Regions from separate parts of the Sus scrofa genome. Here region 1 is linked to region 2. A link is a contact called in public HiChIP or PLAC-seq data. All regions are on one chromosome and are shown on one strand. Each heading gives the region's core, a stretch centred on a gene start, on an enhancer-like site or on the middle of the called end of the contact. The rest is flanking DNA. Distances are from core to core; before and after follow the strand shown.

Region 1 (5,298 bases), core at 2,361-4,860, 280 kb after region 2:
GTTGAAATTTAACTTTTGCAAGATAGTTTTCCCTAGTTTAATCCTCATTTTTATAACATAAACTCTCCTAAACTTTATGGAATCTTGGGCTAGAACATGGGTTCTCAACTGAGGGTTCTTTTGACTCCCAGAGCCATTTAGCCATGTCTAAATGAGACATTTTTGGTTGTCAAACTGGGTGAAGGCATTGCAAATGGCATCTAGTGAGTAGAGGCTAGAGGTATTGCCAAATGTCCTGTGATGCACAGGACAGCCCCCATGACAAAGAATTATTCACTTTAAGTGCTCTTAGAGCCCATGTTGAAGAACCCTGAGTTAAGGTGACTGCAGACTTTTCAATCAAATCCTGATATTTTGGGGAACGAAAGATGGCCTTCTCAGCAATTAAGCTTAGTTGGCAGGTGTAACTGGAACTAGTATTGCAGGCACATAGGATCTACGGTTCCCTATTTGAGTTTGTTTTGTTTTAGACTGATGAGCTATTATTTGTAAGTATAATTTGAATTTTCTTTCTTTCTTTTCTTTTCTTTTTGACTATGACCACTATGTGGAAATTTCTGGGCCAGGGATTGAACCTGCGCCACAACAGCAACAATACAGGATCCTTTTCCCGCTAAGCCACCAGGGAACTCTTAATTTGCTTTCCTGACTTACCTGTGGCCTTTTTTAATCAATTAGACTCTTAGTTACCCAAAGATAGGTGGTATAGCCTTTCTATTTTCCTCTCCTCCTTCCAGGACTTAATACAGAGCACTTACTTGGTAAACCTTCTTGACTGACTGTGCTTATTTATAATCTCTGTTCATAACTAGGTTCTTGACAAAACCTACTATAAACTTTTCAACAATCAATTATGTTACGCATCAAAAAATGTGGGAGAAGTGATGGGGGAGGATTCAATAAGTACCATTGAGCATAATGTAGAGAAGATTCTACCTTCTATGATATGTAATTTAATGAAATATGCTAAGCAAGTACAATCCCCTTAATTAGTACTCAGCTAAATTACTCATGTTTACTGTAAATGTTCTTACTACACAAAATGTACTTCTGTTGAATTAGATAAAATTTTATTTCCTAAGTATTCATGGTTATATATGTAAAATGAACAAAAATACATCAAGATCCCCAAGCCCTACCCCGGATGTAGTAGATGTATAATAAGTATTAGTTCTGTTAATACTCCCATTTACATATAACAGTTTAAAAATAATTTTAAGCCACTTAAATTTATTTTTTACTCTTTGAAATATTGATTCTAGAAGATAGTTAAAGTTGTTGAGATGGTTACAATTGATTGGTTTATTCATTTTCTAGAGCTCTGTAAGAAGATACCAAAGACTGGGTGGCTTAGACAGCCAAAATTTGTTGCCTCACAACTCTGGAGACCAAAGTCTAAAATCAAGGTGTTGGAAGTTTTGGTTCTGTTCCAGGCCTGTCACCTTGGCCACAGGAATACATTTCTGTGTCTCTTCACATCTTCCCTCTATATGCATCTCTGTGTCCAAGTTTCCCTTTTGTATAAGGACAGCAGTCATTCTGGGTTAGGACCCATTCTGATGATCTCATCTTAACTTAATTACCTCTATAAATACAGACCGTGTCCCAAGCAAGATCCCTTTCTGAGGTACTCGGCATTAGGACTTTAACACAGGCCTTTAGGGGGACACGACTGATCATTAAGGAAATGGCATAAAAAGATTATTAAGCTAACTTTAAATTCTGTAGGAAAAAAAAAACAATTTTATCATACCTTGCTATAAAGACAAAACTGAGGAGTCAGTATAGTTTGAAAATATAAGTGATGAACCTCATGTTATTGGAGGCCACTGTATTGCAGGATAGTACTTATCTTTAAAAATACTGTAAAGAATTTTCCTGAAGAGACCACATAGACAAAAACATTTACATCTTTCTTCCAAATATCTCAAAACACTTTACCTGCCTTGTATTTATGTTTTTGTCTCAAAATTTCTGGAGTTGGATATGGGACATCCTATGGGTGACAAAATCGAAATGAATGGACGTAAGATCATTTGTTTCACATAATCTTCATTTTTTTTAAAAGCAGAAATGAATTTTTTCTCTGTGTTTGCTTTATTGGAGGTATGTGTGCTTGACTGGTTAGAGCATGAAAGAGATTATGAGATCCCAGGTCTGTTGATCTTTAAATGGATTGTATTCATGAAATAAGCAGGGTAGAGGTGTGTCTTAGAGAAGCCCAAGGATGGACCAGGCTGGGACCTGAGCCAGGTAAGGGCTTTGGCTCCCCCTCAGGGCGAAACACATTCCATGGCTGCTGTTTGCATCAGGACAGAAAGAGGAAATTTTGAAAATATATACATTTAAATAAAGATACATGTGTATCTCTTTAAATTCCCTCTACTTAACCTGATGTGTATATGTTATAAAATATATTATATAGCTATATTATAAAATATGTATAATATTGTATAATATTACACTGTCTGAAAAGAATGATGGGTTGGGAGCTGGGTTTCAGCCTCCATTCTGCGGTAGAACTTCTGAGTGACTTTAGGCAAACCCCTTAGCCTCCCCAGCACCTGCTTTCTCAGCTGCAAGATCAGAATGTTAGCTTGGATGCCCGCAAGGTCCTCTGCAACGTTACAATCTTATGGAGACTGTTCCAAGAATTAAAAGTGATTTTTTTTTAATGTGATTAACTCCTAATGCTGAATCAGCCCTTAAAGAACAGTAAATCGGCAACCTTGTCCCTGACTTGTTCGTTTAGGAAGACTTGTATGGGGAGGGGTGGAGGGATAGGGAACATCACTGTTTTTTAAAAAAGAAAGAAAAATGCAGAGTTCTTCAAGACACCTAGCGCTGACCTTCTCACCTGGCCCATCAGCTGCCTTTCCACCTCCCCGCCTCTCCCCTCCTCAGCTTCCACTCCTGGAATAACCATCAGCTCAGCAGAGGGCTGGCCAGGACAGCCGCGGTTTTTAGGTTACGGATTCCAAAAGCAGGAGAGTAAAAACGTCTGCACCCGGAGTTTGCCTCTTCTGAACAGTTTCCCCGATCGTTAAATGAAGGGAAGTTAGGAGGAGCGGGCTCGAGGACTGGACTGTTTAAACAGAGGCCCCTTTATCTGCTTCACCCCCTACCGCAGGGCAGCCTCCGTGAGTTATCAGAGTGTCATTAAACGGGGACAGCTGCTGGTAAACAAGGAGGATGTCGACGACACCAGCGCCTCCGTCAACAGGAATTTCACTTTAATCTGTCCCTTGCTTAAAGAAACACCCCTCTCTTTCTCTTTCTAGCGTGCATCATTTATTTATCTCCGTCAACGCGCAGATAGAAGGCTGGTACTGGCTCCGGAAAGCCCCCTGGGATAGAAAATTAATAAGGTGCTAGGGACATTCACCTTAGGTCAATTCGAGGGGACGCGGAGAGAAATGAGAACTTGCCCAGGAGTTCCCTGCTTAGCTGGAAACCGATCCTACATATTTATAAAGGTGAAACTGGAGGGCTGCCAAACGCCTGCATTTAAGTGATTAACAAATGTTTCTCTTTAAGTGGACACCTCTTGTTCTAAATATATTTGACAAGAATGCAAAGAGTCATCTGGAGGGCGGAAAGGGCACAGCTCTGGCCTTCTCTTGCGAGGCCAGCAGGATCGCAGGCCTGGCCCCGGCCGGCGCGCTCCCCGCCCGGTGCCAGCCGAGTTCACGTCGCCGGCGGGCAGGCTGCCAGCGCCAGCGGCTCCCCGCTGTTTAACGACAATGGATTTACTGCTTCTCTGCATATTGGTGTTATTTTGTATAAACAAGGTTAACACTCCTTTTAAATTAAATGCACCACCTGGTGACTGAATGGGTGACCTTGCCAGCTCTTTTCACCTGGCTGGGAGAAGCCCAGGCTCTCTCTCTGATATCAACCCGGAGCTCTCCTAGGAATCTCAATCCTTCCTTATTTAAATTGGGTTTCTGGAGGCAGCCTGCCGATCCCTTGCGCTAGGAGGCCAGCAACGAACCCAGGTACTAGGTGAGCGGGGCAGGTGCGCCCCATCCCGCCATCTTGCACCTTGCCCGCAGGTCGGATCCAGGCCGGGTTCGGCCCTGCAAGGCTGCCGCAGCACAACTCCGGGGACCGCCCTGGTGGGTCCGGCAGTTGGTATTACAGGAGAGTGACAGGCAGCCTTGCGGGCCCTGCCAAGACTGCCTCCGAAAGAGGGATCTCCAGAGGGGGCAACACCGTGAAAAAGGTTCTTTGTGTTTCACTCTAGCGTGGTATTGATCTAATATAGTGCTCGGCACTCTCCCCACCCTCTAGGAATTTGAACACCTGGAAAAATTTTCCCGGCTTTACATTTGAGGAAATTTAATGGTGTAAACAAACTCAGCAGGAAGCCCCCTTTGATATGAAAAGGCAGAGATCTGTGTTGCGGAGCTGAACTGGCTTGAAACGACTTTGCCTGGGAATGGCCATTCTGCAAACAGTTTAAAGATGGCTTGGAGTGGTTTAGGGAAATTTAGACAGCACTGTTTTGGAAGCATCTAGAAATTTCCAACAAAATAAACTTTAGCTACTCCTTTAATTAAAGGCATCTTCTCACCTCCTCCTTGCTATTTGCCACCTGAATTCCAGCAGAATTATTTACTGTTTCATTTTACCTTGAATTCTAGACCTGTTTGTCAGCCATATTGCTGTGCAAATAAGAAGATCCAACCTGGAGAGGTGCTGTGACTCTGTCAGAGTCCCTTGATCCAGAATCCAAGGCTGCAGGCCTGGAAGTCCCATGTGGTCATTGTTGCTATTGTTGTCATGTTGTGAAGGAATTCTGCCCCATCTACCCAGAGTATATTGCATGAGCTATCGATGCTGGAAATTTGTTTATATTCTTAGTAGCACAGAAATAACTGGTCATATAGCTTTTTTCTCTTACTTTTTCCCTGCTGTCTCCCATGGTGGATGGAAATTCCCAGGCCAGGTGTTCAAGGATAGAGTCCAGTGGGAGCTGTGATCTGTGCCACAGCGGCAGCAATGCTGGATCCTTAACCCAGTGCCTGGGCTGGGGATTGAACTGGCACCTCCAGAGAGACAAGCTGGATCATTAGGCCCACCACTCTACAGTGGAAACTCTTGCTCAAATAGCTTCTGCTTAGGGTTTTCTTAGTAGCTCACATTGGAATCATGGAAATGACTCTACAATTAGTGATAGAATTTTAATTGGTAAAACTAACAATTTTATAAAGATTTTATTAAAATTAAGTCTAAATTCAGATTTATTAATACTTTTCAACATTTGAGGTAAAACACGCCATTTTTTTCCCCTTA
Region 2 (5,745 bases), core at 1,187-3,686:
ACACCCGGCCCTCCCTGGCTCCTGGTAAGGAACACTTCCGCTATCTCAAAGTTGCCATAAGAAAATAAATACAGGTGACACTGTGCTGGGCCAAAGCTCATTAGTTCGTTGTCCAGGCCTAATAAAGAAACAGAAGCGCAAATTATAGAGTTCAGCTTCAACACACGCTCTGTCACCCGATATCAGCATTCGGCGAGCCTGATTCCAATTGCTCCGAACTTGCTGCGCAGTTCGCCCCCCACCCCCTCCTCGCGAACAGGAGGTTGGGTGGAAAAATATAGTTCCAAAGGGGGTAATGATCAAGCTTTTCCTCTCGGAAGCCTGCGCCACCTCATTTCCCATCAGTAATCCCAATAAAATTAACGTCGTGGCTGCAATTGAAAAGAGGAGGGCCCGCGACACTCCTGAAATAACACACTCTCCCCCAGCAAAAGGTAAAAAGCAAAACGGCCCTTTGTTCAGCTAATTAACGAAGGCCCAACTCCGAAAGCAGATGTGTTTGCTTAGCTAATCACAAGCATGTTTCTTTCAAGGAACGTCATTTCGAGGGGGCCTCTCAGGGGGATGGGAAAGGGGGATACAGCAAACCCCCCCCCAGGCCCTCTCTGCCTCAGGGGTCTCTCACCCCAGACTAAGATCCAGAAGCTGAATCCCATCTCTCACACCTCCTTCCCCCTTGGTCCTACCCCAGAGGCCCAGTAGGCACCTCAGCGCTTGCCCACATGCCAGGCCTACAAGACTCAAAGGAGGTGGGGGGGACTTAAAAGTTTTAACGACACAGATGCCATATTAAATGAGGCAGTTTTACAATTCACTTTGAATAAGACACTAACTTATTACAAGTGTGTTATCAGAAGGATGATAAGATTTATAACTCCAAGAGTCAGCTTTTCGCCTTAATGACAATGGATGTTAAAGAGAGGAAATCTGTTCTCTATTAGAGGAGATGAGAGTCCCCCTTCCCTGTTTTCAGGCATTTACAGATGCATCCAGGAGGGCAGATACCAAGCCCCTTTGTGTCTCCTTATGAAAAATTCTCCCTTTTCCCCTTTGGCTATGAAACCAGGTCTCCTTGCTGGGTTAGCACCTCGCTCAGATTTTGAGCAGGAGCCCAGGAGAGAAAGAGAGAGAAAGAAAGGGAGATAGATAGAAGTGAGGATGGAAATGTGGAGGGTGGGGGCAGTTCTCAGTCCTCTGGTTCACGCAGCAAAACTATTTCCCTGTCTTTCTTTGCTATACAAAAGATGGCTTTCCCCTAAACCAACACAGTAAGCAAACTTTAAAAAACTGGGGTCCTATTACAAACCAACGCCCAGCACTAACTGCTTTAAAATTACTGCATAATTAGATTTAGTTGAATTTCACCATTAATTAGGCAGCCGCACTGCAGGGAGCCTTTGAAATCTGAGAAAATGGGAAAAATCATCTGAAGCACGTTTTTTAAACCTAACTTCAATAAATCTCGACGAGGCCCGGAATTCAGAGAGAAACTCGCTCCCCTCCCAGGCGGCTGAGGGTAAGGGTCTCCAGGCCTGGGCCAGAGCTCGTATTGGACCGTAAGGGGCCATTCCCCCAGCGCCTGAGAGCTCGACCAGGGCCAAACCACTGTTTCCCCAGAGGCCCTCAGAAGACCCTCTCTGGGAGGTCAGGTCTGTTCCATGGCAGACCTCGCCTCCTCTCAAACCTATTAAAAGGGACCCCCGATGTAGAAGCGCTCCTATTAGGGGCGCCGTCCATGCCGCCTCACACATTTCTAGGACCTGCGACCCCCAGCCCGGAATCGGCCCTCGGCCCCTGCGCACCGGCAGTCAGCTCTCTGCCCCCCGCAAAGCCACCTTTCCCCTAACTTTGCCACGCAAGCAGCAAGTTGTGCCCACGTCCGGCGGGGATCGAAGCCCGGCCCCCACCCCTCAGCTCGGCGGGTGTGTGTAGGGGGTGGTCCCGGCACACCCCCTCCCCCTGCACGGCCCCTGCATTAATGAGCGCGAGAACTGACCGAGGTCTGTTAAATACTGGCCTCCCCCTCCCCTATACCATTCAAACATTTAAGATCTGTGGAGAATACAGACTTTTTCTAATTTGGTTCCTGTTGGGAGAGGAGACCTGAAATAAACTCTCCCTATTACAAGGGGGAGGGGGCGCAGAGATAAGGGGATACTGTATTACCAATATGTTCCCTACCAATTCTGCTGCTTTAATTACAGAATAATCGAGGACCGCACTCACTCGCCAGCTAGAGTTTAAAAGAGGGTTTTCTGCCTGCAGATGGAATGGCCTTTAGCCGCCCCCCCCCCTTTTCTTTTTGGTAACCAATGTGTTTTCTATTACCCGGCCCTGCCGTGCCTGGCAGCCCGGCGCTCGCGGTGCAGTGGGAGACGCCATGTTGGCTCAGCTCATAGGACCAAGTCAAAAGCGAGCTTCGAGGCAGAGTTTCACACGCTCGAGCTCCCCCTGACCGCCCCCCGCCTCCGCCCCCCGCCTGTCGCCGCTTCTTGCACATCCTAGGAGAGCAGCTCGGAGCGCCCGGCACCCCGGACTTTCCGGGGGCGCTGGCGGAATTCCGCCGCACGTAAGTGGGGGGCGGAGGCTGGGGGGCAGGCACTTTTCCTCAGCTGCTGCCAACTCCAGGCCCCGGTCCCTGCAGCCGGCCGGATGCTAACCCAGCCGTCTCCGCGGAACCAGCCCCGGACGTCTCCCGCTAACTTTGAGCCCCAGCCCCTGGCGGCCGGGAGAGAACTAATAGTGAAAGGCCGAGGCAGGGCGGCCGCGAGCCGAGCGAACAGGCTAGGAACCAGCCCCCCCCCCCCCCCGCCCCAGCTCAGTCATTCCCCAGGTTTGTTTGAAAGTGACGAGAAGCAGCGATCGCCCCTCTCTCTCTCTCCTCGGACTATTGTTGCATTTCGCGTCTAACTGGGTTCTCTCACACCCCCGAGCGCCAAGAGGAGGAGGGGGAGCGGGGTTGGGAAAAGAAATAAAGCGAGCTCAGATCAGATAGGGGGGAAAAAAAAACCCAGCAAGGAAAAAGAGACACTTAAAGGGAAAGAGTCGCCATGTTTAGCAGCTTTTTTAAAGATCTCGTCAATTTCACACAGAACGCACTCGCTGGGTCCCAGCCCTCGTCTTTTGTCCAATTCAGTCGAAGCAAAGATCTTTTGTTCTAACTCAGCGTGAAAAGAAAAACTTTCTTTAAATGCAATAAACTTAAACCAAACTCAAGACTCTAAACAGATCCTCCTCCGGCCACTCTAAACATATACAAGGGGTTTTGTTTTAACCGTTTGAAAAATTTTGGGTCCTGTTTTTCTGCCTCGCAGACCCCAAGCTCATTGCTGAAACTTAGAGTGAGAGAGAGATTTCCAACGTCTAGAACACATGCTTTAAGCAGAATAAAACAGGGACTGTCTTTTGCTTTGAAAATCATAAATTATAATTTAATGCCAATAATAATTTACAACAAATGGCTGTTTACAATAAACTAACACAAAACAAACAAGGAAAAGGGCCTGTGTTTTACTTATTAGAGAAACTTCACACACTCACATGGATAGCACTTGCAAGAGAAGAAAATAAACAACAAGCTACAAAACCTCAATCTAGAGGTCAGCGATGTTCTGCCATAAGAACATACTTATATTTATGTATGTATATATCTACAGAAAGAAGCTGAGGGTCAGATGGAGAACTCTGCTCAAATGCACAAATCAGACAGATTTTTCCGGTCTACATGTATTGACTGGAACTGAGTATCAAAGTTTAATACACTTTACAAAATGATCCTTTTCTTTCACATCCCCTTACCCACCCCCTTTTAAAATTAAACCACAACCATAGTGATGTATGATGGCGGTGGGGGTGCTGCAAAGCCTCAGTAAGAACAAAAATTGCAAGCTCCCACACACTGAGCTTCCTCTAAACCAGGAAAAGAGAAGGGGGGGGGGGAGAGACTCCAAAACAAAATAGTTACTACTTCCAAATCTGCACACCCTGTAAAGTTTCCTTCTTTCTTTCTCTTCTTTTTCTTAATTTGGCTTTTAAGGACAAAGGATCCCAAGAGCAGTACAGATTATATCTACACAATCTGAAATGTCAAAATGTCGATGTGTTTTTATGTACATAACTCCAATGGAAAAGATTCCCTTGACCTGTGGTCACGCTCTCACAGAATGAACTTGGGGGGGGGGCAGGCCAACTGCAAGTTATCATATATACATTAAAAATAAACCCTTCAGCCGCTCTAAGCTATATCACTGAATTTGAAATCCTCTCAACAACCACACTAGATGAGAACCACAGAATATTTTTAAAAATCACACTTACTTAAGGAAAAACTCATTGCAAACAACTGCCTTCTATTTACAAGGCTGTGATTAGCTTGCTTGAACGGGCTTTTGCGTAACTGTCAGAAATGTACAAAACAGTATTTTTTCCTGATCATAAAATAGATACTGATCTCAAGATTTCTAATACTTTTCACAATACCTTCCCTAAGCAGGCACTTAAGTGTGACAAATATAAGGGCCTTTTTTTTCCTGGAAAATCCATTTTTAATTAAAAGAAGGATTAGGTGAATGGGGGGTGGTTTACTATAACCGTATGGCACTTCCTAAACCATAGATAAACCATTAACTTCAGCTCCCCCCAACACACACACCCAAATTAAACAGGCAAATACACTAGTCTACCTTTGAACAAACTGGCTAAGGGGAGTAAACAAATAGAGCCCCAGGCCCAGCTTAGCGAGAGCTCACAGGGGCTTCTCCATGGAAAGACAGTGAGTGGGGACAGCCAAACAGGTTTCAGATATCAAATAATATTTTAATTTCTGAATACTTTCAATTTTCCTTGGAATATAACACACAAAGACTCGACCAAACAGTTCAGTTATTATAACTTTTACAGTATACAGAAATGTTGCACTTAAAAAAAAAAACCTTCAGTTTTTTTAAAACACAAACTGTAAACTCTAAGATACTGAATCAATCACGTTACCTATAAGTGCCAACAGTGTTATTTTGTCATGCTGATTTCAATGGTATTTTTTAAAAAGGGAAAATATCAACAATTATAATACAAAGGGTTTGCAAATATACAAACAGATATAGGATTTTCATAACAATTCAAGAACTAAGCGGGACCCAATTCAAATTACAAAAGTTCACTTTTTATTCAAAACCTCAGCATGTGTCTTGGACACATTCCTTGGCTGCCAATAAATTCCACAGTTCATTTCTCTTTCTTAAAATATTTTTAAAAAGCTAGGTTTGTCATGGTGTCTATTTTTTTTGGGGGGGGGCAGGGTAAGGGGAGTTAAGTGTTGTATGTGGTTCCTCCAGTTCTCAAATTAGAGTGCTCAACTTCACCTAAAATTTTTGGTCACCACTTGTAAGTGCGTTTCCATCATCTTTGAGTTGCCTTTTAAAGTTTTATGTCTTCCTATGATATTTTCATGGACTCAGTTTTAATTCTTGCAGAACATATATTTTAAGGATACACAGTTTTTAAGAAGCCAAGATTATATCAAAACTTATTATAGAACCACAGAATAAACTGGTTTGGAACCAGAAAAGTACAAAAAAAGAACAGCTAGAGGTACATAGACACAGGACAATTAATAATTTGGAAAAAAAAAAAAGACTTACTCTCTCCATTCTGCTAATTTTCTCCCAATCTCCTTAAATGCACTTTTAGCAATATTTTTCAAAAATTTACCAAAAAAAGAAAAAGACTAATTTCCTTTTTATACAA

The links. HiChIP or PLAC-seq counts read pairs in DNA pulled down with a chosen protein or histone mark.
Region 1: an H3K27ac HiChIP or PLAC-seq map of skeletal muscle shows a contact between it and region 2. The contact joins two enhancer-like sites. A contact is called at or near these places in 3 of 47 Hi-C or Micro-C datasets (embryonic fibroblasts, fetal heart ventricle and liver) and 1 of 2 datasets of contacts at active chromatin or transcription factors (skeletal muscle).

What each region holds. Positions count from the first base shown.
Region 1 is chr7:83,350,456-83,355,753 of Sscrofa11.1, forward strand. No RefSeq gene overlaps it. Among named protein-coding and RNA genes, the nearest start is that of NR2F2, 260 kb to the left of the region's middle. Within about 2 kb of position 3,611, at least 29 of the 83 cell types and tissues checked have an H3K27ac peak or open chromatin away from gene starts, as enhancers often do. A contact at or near this core is called in liver and skeletal muscle, where this site is marked.
Region 2 is chr7:83,072,710-83,078,454 of Sscrofa11.1, forward strand. It overlaps NR2F2 (nuclear receptor subfamily 2 group F member 2), which reads right to left. Exons shown (of 3, transcript NM_001190253.1): 3 at 4,795-5,745. Among named protein-coding and RNA genes, the nearest start is that of NR2F2, 15 kb to the right of the region's middle. Within about 2 kb of position 2,437, at least 42 of the 83 cell types and tissues checked have an H3K27ac peak or open chromatin away from gene starts, as enhancers often do. A contact at or near this core is called in liver and skeletal muscle, where this site is marked.